Linked DNA regions of Mus musculus: all the other regions are linked to region 2. The links are chromatin contacts, called in public ChIA-PET and HiChIP or PLAC-seq maps. All regions are on one chromosome and are shown on one strand. Each heading gives the region's core, a stretch centred on a gene start, on an enhancer-like site or on the middle of the called end of the contact. The rest is flanking DNA. Distances are from core to core; before and after follow the strand shown.

Region 1 (3,911 bases), core at 322-2,821, 380 kb after region 2:
CGGAGGAGTTGATCCGCCTCCACAAAGGGCTTTTTTGCGCTGTCAATTCTCTGTCTCTCTCTGTCCCCCCACCCCAACCTCTACCCCACCCTACCCCTCCCCACACCCTTCTTCTTTTTTTAAACAGGGTCTCACCATGTAGACTCAGCTAGTCTTAAATTTATAATCGCCTGCCTCAGCCTCCTGCCTCAGCCTGAGGTCACAGTACGGATGCTCTTGAGGGCTAATGGTATCCAGGGATGGGTTCCAAGCACCTGTGAGTGGCGTTTGCTTACTGCTATATGCAAAATTATATCCCGTCAGAATCAAGACGCTGTGCAAACACACTGAGACATCTTAGGGTGAATAGACATAGCTGGACCCACAGGCGTCTTAGCTCTTTAAAAATGTCTCCTTTAAGCTAGAGGAAGTACCCAAGGAGCTGAAGGGGTCTGCAACCCCCTAGGAGGAACAACTATGAACTAATCAGTACCCCCAGAGCTCCCTGGACTAAACCACCAATCAAGGAAAACACATGATGGGACTCATGGCTCCAGCTGCATATGTAGCAGAGAATGACCTATATGGTCATCAATGGGAGGAGAGGCCCTTGGTCCCATGAAGGTTCTATGCCCCAGTGTAGAGGAATGCCAGGGCCAGGAAGCAGGAGTGGGTGGGTTGGTGAGCAGGGAGAAGGGGGTAGGGAGAGGGGATTTTTGGAGGGGAAACTAGGAAAGGGGATAACATTTGAAATGTAAATAAAGAAAATATCTAAATAAATAAATAAATAAATAAATAAGGTCTCCTTTAGGCTAGTGTGCCAAGTGAAAGAAGGCAGTCAGAGACAGACAGACACGGGTCAATTCAGAAACAGGAAGTAGAATGGAGCTGTCAGGTTTGAGGGGAGGGGAAGTAGGGTAAATGGTGAAGGGAAAGTTTCTACCTGGGGTACATAGAGTCTCAGTTTTGCAAGGTGAATGCGCTCTGCAGGTGGATGGTGGTGACAGCTGCACATCAGTGGGAAAGCATCAATTCCTACACTTAAAAGTAAGATGCATGCTGAGGTCTGAGAACAAAGGGTCAGGAGTTCAAGGCCACCCCAGACTACTTGAGACCCTGTCTCAAACACAGAGCCTACTTTGCCTTTGCATATCTGTGGTAGGTTGAATATGTTTGGCCCAGGGAGCGGCACTATTAGGAAGTATGGCCTTGTTGGGGGAAGTGTGTCATTGTGGGCGTGGGCTTTGACAGTAGTCTTCTGTTTGCCTTTGGATGAAGATGTAGAACGCTCAGCTCCTCCTGCACCATGCCTGCCTGGATGCTGCCATGCTCCCAACTTGATGATAATGAAGCTGTAAGCCAGCCCCAACTAAATGTTGTCCTCTAATGAGAGTTGCCTTGGTCATGGTGTCTGTTCCCAGCAATGAAAACCCTAACTAAGACAATATTTGAGTATAATCTAAAATACATAAATGAAAAACATGTAGAGAAAAACCCAGTAAGTATCTATTTCCTCTGAGGTGAGAGAGGCCCGTGGTCACACTCTCACTTGTCTGCCAAGCTGTCTTTCATGAGAATGCAGCTTCCCCTGCATCAAGGTGACACCCTCTTTGTTTCCTTGTGGCTTTGTGAAGGCCTTTCCAACAGGAGGCTCAGCGCAGGCCCGGGCCTCTATTATTAACAAAACTGAAATGTTAAGTGGACTTTTCCGTTCTACCAAAAATCGGTTGCTTTTTTTTTTAAAGCATCCTTCTAAAGCAACCGAAGTCAGTGGGAGGAGGACTGTATTTCTCTTAGATATGTGAAGTTACATAAGTCAAACTTCAAAGAACGCAGCACATTTCTTCATGCTGTGCGTGGCTTTTGAACTGAAGAGCTCAAATCTCTGTGGTACCGTGACCTCGCCTTTCCCTGTACCCGTGGCCTGGGAAATCAAATTTCACAATGGACCAACCTCTCTGCCTGTGCCTGGTATCGACTCAACAGAGAAGGGGCTGATGGGAAGCCGTCTGTAAGAACAGGCTGGTTGGATCTGTAACATAAAACCCATGTTTTAATAATCAAAACAGCTTCTCAGGGGAACCTTAGGGATTGGGCCCCTGAATGGAGACCCGGGGAGGTCTCAAACACTTTACACTGCAATTCGAGGTGAGACTGTCTCTTGCACTTTAGGTCTTCATCGTGCACATAAGGAAAATCCGAATTGTTTTTGACCTTCAGAAGTTTTGCCTACTCAGAAATGTTCTAAGTCCTGTCTTCAGCATAAAAAAATGCTATATTTTATTAATAAGCTCAGGGCACACCTTATGCAGTTACATTGTTCATGTCAACCACAAACTGGCACGGAACATCTCCTAAGGGAAACATATTGGATTTATTTATTTTATGTGTATGAATGTTTTGCCCACGTGTATACACGTGAAGAGGGGACTTGATCCCCTCTAACTGGAACTACGAAGAGCTGTCATGTGGATGCTGGAAATCAAACCCAAGTCCTCTGCAAGAACAACTGCCCTTAAAAACAAAAGGCCATCTCTACAGCCCCACTGTGTTTGTCTAAAATTTGTTTATTTATTTTGTAGGTAGGGAAGTGCTGGTGCCTTGGCACACTAGCAGAGGTCAAAGAGCAACTTGCAGAAAAGTCTCTTCTCTCTTTCTACCATGTGGGTCCAGGAATCAAACATAGGGGACCGAATTTGGGTTATCAGCTTGGCAGAGGGCATCTATACTCACTGAGCCATCTCAGTCAGCCTGGATAGACATTTACAGTTGATTGATTTTATAGATGATTGAGTAAACAACCATCCGTTAAAGTGGGTCTTCCTGTAACCCTACTGCGCGCTCGCCTCTTTATGGGCGACAAACTACAAAGCTCACTCTGCATCTAAGTACATGTTAAATGTATCCCCAAAGTGGAGATGGGAGAAGAGGCTGCTGCCCGGGATTAGTGAGTCACGTGACTAACCACACATGATTAGTTCACTTTGCCCTGATCAACTACTTCTTGGCTCAGCAAAAAGCTCACAATACCGCTATATCTATGGACCATCATAGGAGTGGGAAACACAGGTTTAAAAATGATTTCAGCCTCTAGCAAGCATTTCCAGGCCAAGCACTGAGCCTGGTTATCAATCCCATTACACTGTGTGGGAAAACAGAAACTCGGCTTCCTAGGTTAAAGATCACAGAAGAGCCTGATCTATTGCCCCAATTTAACAGATGTTAGAATCTTCGTGATGATTGTTAAGAGGAATGCCCATTCCTCCTGCACACGAGGACCATCTGTGAAGTTTTTTTTTTGTTGTTTGTTTGTTTTTTTTTTAAGTATCACTATTTAATTCCTAACTCCAAGGCACTTTGATTTAGCAGACTTGAGTTGCCTTTTTTTCCCCCTAAAGAAAATTTAAAATCATCTTTAAAGTGTTTTACAAGTATGTGTCACTAGGGGCCATCACTGACATGGTCCAGTCGCTTCCCTGTCCCCATCCACGAAGAACGAAAAGACAGACAACTGGCCGACAGTGGCAGAGTGGCCGGTGGAAGCATGAGGCAGCAGGGATTTCTAGAATTCTAAATTGAGCCTTCTAAACATCTTGGAGCTTCCTTCTTCAAAAGCCGGCCACACATGCTGGCTGCCCTTTAGGCAGAGCAGAAGCGTGTTACGTGCTGTGCTGTGGGTGATCTCACTGGAGCCGGAGCAAGCTTGAGCTGAGGTGAATGGCAAATGATAAAGCTTAAATTTTATTTCTAGATTTGAGTCCAATGAATCCAAAAGATGAAAGAGTTCCATCCGATGTAAGGAATCTTCCGAAAAAAGACAGACTACATGTGTGTGTGTGCATGCGTGCGCGCGTGCGCGCTCGACGAGAGACGCTGCACAGCTGTAAAGTTAAACAGATGAACTAACTAACCAACTAACTAACTAACTAACG
Region 2 (3,638 bases), core at 854-3,353:
CCCTTACGTACACACTCTATCACGTTTCAACCTCAAAACCCCGGATAATAACCCTAACACCTCAGTCCCAAGGCTCAAAGCGGACATGGCCAAGTCAGCTCCACCTGTACAATACATGCGTGGAACCCATGTATTCCACATCGTCTCTCAGAGCGTGATTTGTCACTGCACGTCGAGGCACCAGGAGAAAGCTATCACGAATTAACTTTTCAGCACACTAACTGTTAATCAGAGAATTTGTTACAGGTCAATGAAACTAATTGACAACGACCCAAACTCAGGACTAAGGTTTTCATACTATAGTGATAGACACTGGGATTTAATTACACTCTCCTTTACATGTGCTATTATGAAACCAAAGAGTCTTAATTTCGTTAATTAAATTACACTTCATAGATCTGGTGATGATTTGAGTAAATCCAGAACTGCGCCCTTTAAACAGCTGCACTGTTAGCTTCTGGCCAGGAGGTGGCGCTGTGCTTTTCATTTAAGCCCATCGTGACGTTTCAAGCTGGTTGGTTTACCCCATAAACTCTTAAGTACATAGGTGGTACATTGTGAACTTCATCACACGACTGTCCATTGACATTACCCTACATTAAAACGTTAGAAAAAGTGAGTTATAGTAATGGGGTCATATACATTCATAAAAGGGATCTAATGAACACAACATGGTACTCGATGGTTGGGCACCAAAATAGAAACTTAAAAAGACACCACTGCTTAAAACCACAACGCTCACAAAACCAAAACTGCGTCGAAAGAATTATGTTTTGACTGGATCCAGAGTTCTTGACTGACAGCCTTCCTTTTCAATGCTGGGGGGAAAAATGTCAGCGCCACCCTTTGCACCGCGGTGGCTAATGAGAAAAAGCTCTTGCTGGTCCCCTATGGGTGATCCTAGGAGCTTTCTTGCAATGCACACAATTGGTGTTTCTAGTTTGCTGGCGGCCTTTGTAGCTGTTTGGTATGTGAGAAAAACACTAAGCTCGGGGAATTCACACTGTATTCCTCATATCCCAAGGTCCCCGGACAGTCTGTCTGCTTTTGTTTGTTTGGTTTGTTTTTTTGGTTTTTTGTTGTTGTTGTTGTTTGTTTTGTTTTTTTGAGACAGGGTTTCTCTGAATAGGCCTGGCTGTGTAGACCAGGCTGGCCTTGAACTCAGAAATCTGCCTGCCTCTGCCTCCCAAGTGCTGGGATTAAAGGCGTGTGCCACCACTGCCCAGCTACAGTCTTTCTTCTTTTCTCTACTTTACTAGCAGCTTTTTTCCTCCCACTCATCCTTGTCCCCCTCTTCTTCCTCTTCTTCCTCCTGCTCCTCCTCCTTCTTTTGAGACAGGGTCTCATTATGTAGCCGAGGCTATTCTGGAACTCCTTCTGTAGACCAGGTTGGCCTCCAACTAAGTGATCTGCCTGCCTCTGCCTCCCGAGTACTGGAACTAAAGGTGTAAGCCATTGCACCAGGCGTTTAGAATTGTCTTTTAGAATGATCTGTACACGACGTCCTTTCAGTTGTAATTAGCAGTGGAAATATGCAAAACTGCACTGGCTTTTAATCATTTTAAAAATATCTTCTGTACTTAATTCTTAATCTCACCCGGAAATTTCTGGTGTGAGATTAAGACCTCCTTGCCCAACATCCCTGTGCCCACAAGGGGGCAGCAAGGGGCAGAAGCTTCTGGGTGAGATTTAGTGCATGGTAATCTATCTTTAACAGATTATTGTTTGGGTCCCTTCTACACGATTCTGTGGAGTCTCGAAGGCTGGCTCTGGGAAATGTTACAGTTTGAATGTGAAACATCTCCTGCAAGCTCGTGTTTCGGGACATTTGGTCTCCATCTGGTGGCGCTGTTTCGGGAGGCTGTGTAATCTGGACGCTGCACCTAGCTGACAGGCGAAAGGTCTTGAGGGTTATCAGCCAGCTGTTCCTGGCTGACGCCATGGAGCACGCATCTGCCCGAGGCTCCCGCTGCCAGGCTGTGAACGCTGCCACAGTGGGCAGTGTCCTCGCGAGAGAAATCCTTCCTTCTCTAAATTGCTTCTGCCGGGTAGCATCACAGCAACTAGGAAGGCGAAAATACAGAAAGACGGAGCCCTTGAGAGCTGCCTTGCTCCTTCTGTACCACAAGGGGGCAGTAAGAAGGCACCATGTGAGGAAACAGGCTCTCACCAGACACTGAATCTTCCAGGACTTCCCCACCTGTGGTTTTCAGCCTGAATGGGTAGAGATCTAGAGATAGTCATCCCCGTCCTTGGTGCAATAGCCCCCAGGCCACCCCTCTCCCAAGTCCTCATAGTTCCCTCTCTGAAGCTCACTTAGTTCCCAGCCCTTTGCTGTACCAACGAGGTAAAGTCTACAGTCAACATCTCCCTAGTCTGCTATTTGTTCTCTTTGCTTCTAGTCCCTATAAGCCGTTCTCTATCGCAAAGGTAAAAGTAAAAATGTTTATTATTAATGTATACGTGAGAGAGAGAGAGAGAGAGAGAGAGAGAGAGAGAGAGAGAGAGAGAGAATGACAGGTGTGGTTATAGGATAACTCCATGGAGTTGGTGCCCCACATCTAGGGACAGAAAGAACTCAGTTTATCTTCATGGCAAGCATCTTTTTACCCACGTCAGCCACCAAACTTCTAAAAGCACAAGTCAGTTCTTGCCACTGCTGGATTAAGAGTTGGAAAGTTAGGTGCGTGTGGTGGCACAGGGCCTTTTTAGTCCCAGCACTCAGGAGGCAGAGGCAGGCAGATCTCTGAGTGCGAGGCTAGCCTGGTCTAGAGGGAGTTCCAGAACAGCCAGGATTACACAGAGAAACCCTTTCAAAAAATACATAGCAAAAAAGAGAAAATAAAAGAATCTGTAAGTGGTATGTCATTGCACTTTTAATAAAATATAACATCTTTTTAAAAAATTTTAAATATTAATTAAAATTTTTGTATATGAGAGTTTTGCCTCTATGTATGTATGTATGTATGTGTATGTATATATGCATGTATGCATGTGTGTATGTGTGTATGTGTGTATGTATGTGTGTATGTATGTATGTGTGTATGCATGTATATATGTGTGTATGCATGCATGTATGTATGTGCGTATGCATGTATATGTATGTGTGTATGTGTGTATATGTATGTGTGTATGCATGCATGTGTGTGTATGTATGTGTGTATGCGTGTATATGTATGTGTGTATGCATGCATGCATGTGTGTGTATGTATGTGTGTATGCGTGTATATGTATGTGTGTATGCATGTATGTATGCATGTGTGTATGCATGTATGTATATATGTGTGTATGCGTGTATATGTATGTGTGTATGCATGTATGTATGTGTGTATGCATGTATGTATATATGTGTGTGTGCGTGTATATGTATGTGTGTATGCATGCATGCATGTGTGTGTATGTATGTGTGTATGCGTGTATATGTATGTGTGTATGCATGTATGTATGCATGTGTGTATGCATGTATGTATATATGTGTGTATGCGTGTATATGTATGTGTGTATGCATGTATGTATGCATGTGTGTATGTATGTATGTATATATGTGTGTATGCGTGTATATGTATGTGTGTATGTATGCATGTATGTGTGCATGCATGCATGCATGTATGTATGTGTATGCATGCATGTATGTGTGT
Region 3 (3,542 bases), core at 677-3,176, 280 kb after region 2:
GTCCCAAGTATCAATTAAGAAAATAGGGAGAACAGTGAGTTCTCATAGAACAGGTGAAAACACTCACCTGTCTTTACCCATTAATCACGTAAACATTGTAATCAAAAAAAGTTTTGCAGGGAGCCTTTATTCCCAGCACTTGACAGACAGGCAGGTATCTATGAGTTAGAGGCCAGCCTGGTCTACTTAGTGAGCTCTGGGGACAGCCAAGGTTACGCAAAGAGACCCTGTCTCAACAAATTCAAAAAGAAAGATCAACAACATCAGCTCATCATCACGAGGCAGCAAATGAGGCGTTAATGAGGAATCGCACACACAGGGCTGCAGATGCTGCTCGGCTGACAGTGCTCACGGAGAACACGCAGAGCCAAGAGTTGGATCCCGTTACCACATCACCAGGGGTGGAGGCAGAAGCTGCAATCTCAGGGCTTGGGAGGTAGAGAGGTAGGAAGATCAGAAGTTCAGGGTCATCTGTGGCTACAGAGTGAGTCTGAAGCCAGCCTGGTGAACATGAGACACTGTCTCAAAAGACACATACAAGCAAGTCAACAAACAAAAAACCCAAACAAACAAAAACAACAGAGAGAAAGAAAGAAAAGGGGAAAAAAAACAAAACAAAACCTGAGTTAAACGTTATTTGTCCTCTTAGCTCACAATCACTGAGAAACTGGGCTTGGTAGTATATCATAGGACTATGTAATGCTAGCTCTTGGAAGCAGGAGGATAACCCTAAGCTCTTAGACCAGCCTGGTCTACATAGTAAGACCTTTTCTTAAAATACCAAAAAGGAAAAGGAGGTAGGGGGAGGAAGGTCACTGATAATTGTAATATAAGCCAGGTGCGGTGGTGCAAACAAACCTGTAATACAATACGGGAGGATCAGTGGTTCAAGGCCAGCCTCAGACATAAACATACCAGATGACACTTCTTTGGAACCAAGATACCATGGGGGGTAGGGGGGCGGGCAGGACAGGCTCTGCTTGCTGAGGCTAAGTTCCTTAGCCTCTCTGTGAAACAGCACTACAGGACTCACATTGACTTGATTAAGTGGGGATTAAGTGTTGCGTACACAGATATTGTTTATTCTCCTAAGTCTGCAGGTCTTCACGGAGACCCGAGTGTCAGATCCCGAGGCTGGAGTTCCAGGCAGTTGTGAGCAGCCTGATGTGGGGAGGTGCTGGGCTCTGAACAGCGGGGCTCTCAACCTGAGCAAACTCTTCAGCCAGGACGTACTTAAAAACAACCCTGCCAAGATTGATTCTCAGAGAGCAAGCTACAACAGAAGAGCAGTTTAACCACGTGCAAAGAGAGAAGAAACTGTTCATCTGCCATCGGGGGTTCTACAAGACCAGCGGAGGCGATGGCAGGCAAGGGTTTTGAACATATGCTGGTATTCACAGAATGGCTCTTGGGTGACCTACAGAAAGCATCATTCTCTCCAGTCCTAATCTATAGGAAAGGTTATAGAGAGATTGGAACTAAGATTTACTCATTTTATTCCTAGGGAGCTAACTACCCAGAGCGGATGGTTGTGTGTACCTGGGGGCGGGGCTGGAGAGAATAAATATACCAAATCTCGTCACTCATTTTCAAGCTTGAGACACCAATATTGAACAAGGTGTTAGCATAACCCAGGAAGACGAAATACCGCAGGTTGCGACTTCCCTGTGGGAAAGGGTGGCTCCCGGTATCTTCACCAGGGCACCTTGGACCACACGCTGCTCCCAAGGATCAGGGCCAAGTCAAACAGAGTCTACAAGAATTCTCCATTGTCCTGGGGGGGCGGGGGGGGGGGGAGAAGGGGCAGATGGCATGGAGGAGGGAGAAAAGGAAGCATCCCAGTGAGCAACTGAAACCAAAACTCAGAGAGGAGGAGGCAACAACCGGACCAAGCCAGACACCCTCTGCCCCCGTGAGCCAGAACAGGCTCCGCAGGAAGGGCACTCACTCCATACATACAGCAAAACCTAAATGCCGCTTTTAGTGGACAGAGAGAACAGTCAGAAAAAGGGTGAATCATCTCAGGCGGTTAACAAAGACCAACCGGGAACTTCCAGTTCCGGGTCTTATTTATAAGAACTGAAACAAAAACAAAAACAAAAGGGATTTGCATACAGGCAGGTTAGAGACATTTGCTAAACTCCCTTAGTAGTTTTTGGATGCTACTTTACGGACTCACATAATGAGAAGGGAACACACAGTGGGTCAGCTGTTGTCTCAGCCGGTGTGGTGGTCAAACACCTATAATTCCAGCACAAGGCGCCAAGGATGAATTTTACCCCAAAAGACTAAAATGAGTTGGCCTCTTCCCTGCAGGGGAGAGATAAGAAAAAGGCTGCCAAGGACAGATAAGGTGGGAGCTGGTCCTACAGAGATTGTGCACAAGTGCCCAAGGCTGTCTGAGGAGAGGGCGGGGTTGGAGGCAGAGGGGTACAAGACTGTCATGGCCACCTTCAATTCCACTCTTAAAATGTGGCCTGCTTCCCCAAATCCTAATTACTTTCTGTTTTGCTGCAAGATCTGGGGCTGTAATGCTGTGGGAGCAATATGCATTAATGATGGCTACTGCTATAAAATAAAAAAAGACTTTCAAAGAACTTGCTTGTATTTCTCAATTTGGGGATGATTAATTTTTCAGTAGCTTCATAAGGCATAAATTATAAATCTTTGACTGTTACTTCATAGCTATCCCAAGCCAAACCCAGAGCATTTATTTTTCATTAATCAATGTTTTGTAATAATTAGGTTAGTTTTGGAAGACTGACAATGAACTAGGCCAGTTGCCCTAGGGATAGGACAGAGGTCTTAAATCATACAGACAGACCTGACAAAGGGGTGCTGCCTGCCTGGGCTTCCTGCAGGAAAAACAGGTAAGGAGTTTAATAATTTCATGCATCTGACTAAATACCTACTGTGACATTATACTAGGATTAGAAATAGCTCCTTTCTGTTTAAAGGCATTTTGGGAGAATCTAATTTATTATCTATCTATCAATCCTATCTATCCATCCATCTATCTAGTTTTTTTAAGACTGGGTCGCACTACGTAGCCTGGAACTCAACGATGTTTAGATCAGGTTGGCCTTGACCATGGGAGACCTGCCTGCCTCTGCATCCTGAATGCCGAGATTTAAACATACCCATCTCAAATCAGTACTTTTGACTTTTCCAAGATCTCTTTCAATGTTAAGGCATTGCATGTATAGACAAGAAAATACTTATTTCTAAGGGTACTCACATACTCAACTTTCCTATGTTCTGGTATTAGTTTAAAGTTGAACTAAATTTGTCAAAAAAAAAAAAAAAAATCCATGGCCTATAATGGGCCTACATTAGATTGGACCAGGCCTACTAAGACAATTAAGGATCCTAGGGTGGTCCACAAAGCCTGCCTGCCTTCCAACTACTGGCTATGGGTATTCTGGGGGAGGGGCAGTCACTGGACCCTGAACTGGGAATTCACCAAACTTTTGATTTGAGGTAAGTAAGTTAATATCCGCCAAAAATTAAAGAAACAATATTTTAAAGGTGGCCTTAGGGTC

The links. ChIA-PET counts read pairs in DNA pulled down with a chosen protein or histone mark. HiChIP or PLAC-seq counts read pairs in DNA pulled down with a chosen protein or histone mark.
Region 1: a contact with region 2 is called in an RNA polymerase II ChIA-PET map of memory CD8 T cells, with 19 read pairs. The contact joins two enhancer-like sites. A contact is called at or near these places in 2 of 15 datasets of contacts at CTCF or cohesin (the NIH/3T3 cell line and large pre-B cells), 2 of 484 Hi-C or Micro-C datasets (bone marrow-derived macrophages and nephron progenitors), 8 of 115 datasets of contacts at active chromatin or transcription factors (T-cell acute lymphoblastic leukemia, embryonic basal ganglia, embryonic forebrain and 4 more) and 1 of 9 other capture datasets (embryonic stem cells).
Region 3: a contact with region 2 is called in an H3K27ac HiChIP or PLAC-seq map of trophoblast stem cells, with 3 times the contacts expected there. The contact joins two enhancer-like sites. A contact is called at or near these places in 2 of 15 datasets of contacts at CTCF or cohesin (CD8 T cells and the NIH/3T3 cell line), 6 of 484 Hi-C or Micro-C datasets (CD4 T cells, CD8 T cells, Th1 cells and 2 more), 15 of 115 datasets of contacts at active chromatin or transcription factors (CD8 T cells, T-cell acute lymphoblastic leukemia, astrocytes and 10 more) and 1 of 9 other capture datasets (adipose tissue).

Annotation. Positions count from the first base shown.
Region 1 is chr15:97,284,906-97,288,816 of GRCm38.p6, reverse strand. The region is part of intron 3 of Pced1b (PC-esterase domain containing 1B); the gene reads right to left. Among named protein-coding and RNA genes, the nearest start is that of Amigo2, 40 kb to the right of the region's middle. Within about 2 kb of position 1,571, at least 18 of the 459 cell types and tissues checked have an H3K27ac peak or open chromatin away from gene starts, as enhancers often do. A contact at or near this core is called in memory CD8 T cells, where this site is marked.
Region 2 is chr15:97,662,341-97,665,978 of GRCm38.p6, reverse strand. No RefSeq gene overlaps it. Among named protein-coding and RNA genes, the nearest start is that of Rpap3, 42 kb to the left of the region's middle. Within about 2 kb of position 2,103, at least 173 of the 459 cell types and tissues checked have an H3K27ac peak or open chromatin away from gene starts, as enhancers often do. A contact at or near this core is called in bone marrow-derived macrophages and memory CD8 T cells, where this site is marked.
Region 3 is chr15:97,378,480-97,382,021 of GRCm38.p6, reverse strand. All of the region lies in intron 5 of Pced1b (PC-esterase domain containing 1B), which reads right to left. Among named protein-coding and RNA genes, the nearest start is that of Gm33325, 23 kb to the right of the region's middle. Within about 2 kb of position 1,926, at least 55 of the 459 cell types and tissues checked have an H3K27ac peak or open chromatin away from gene starts, as enhancers often do. A contact at or near this core is called in bone marrow-derived macrophages, where this site is marked.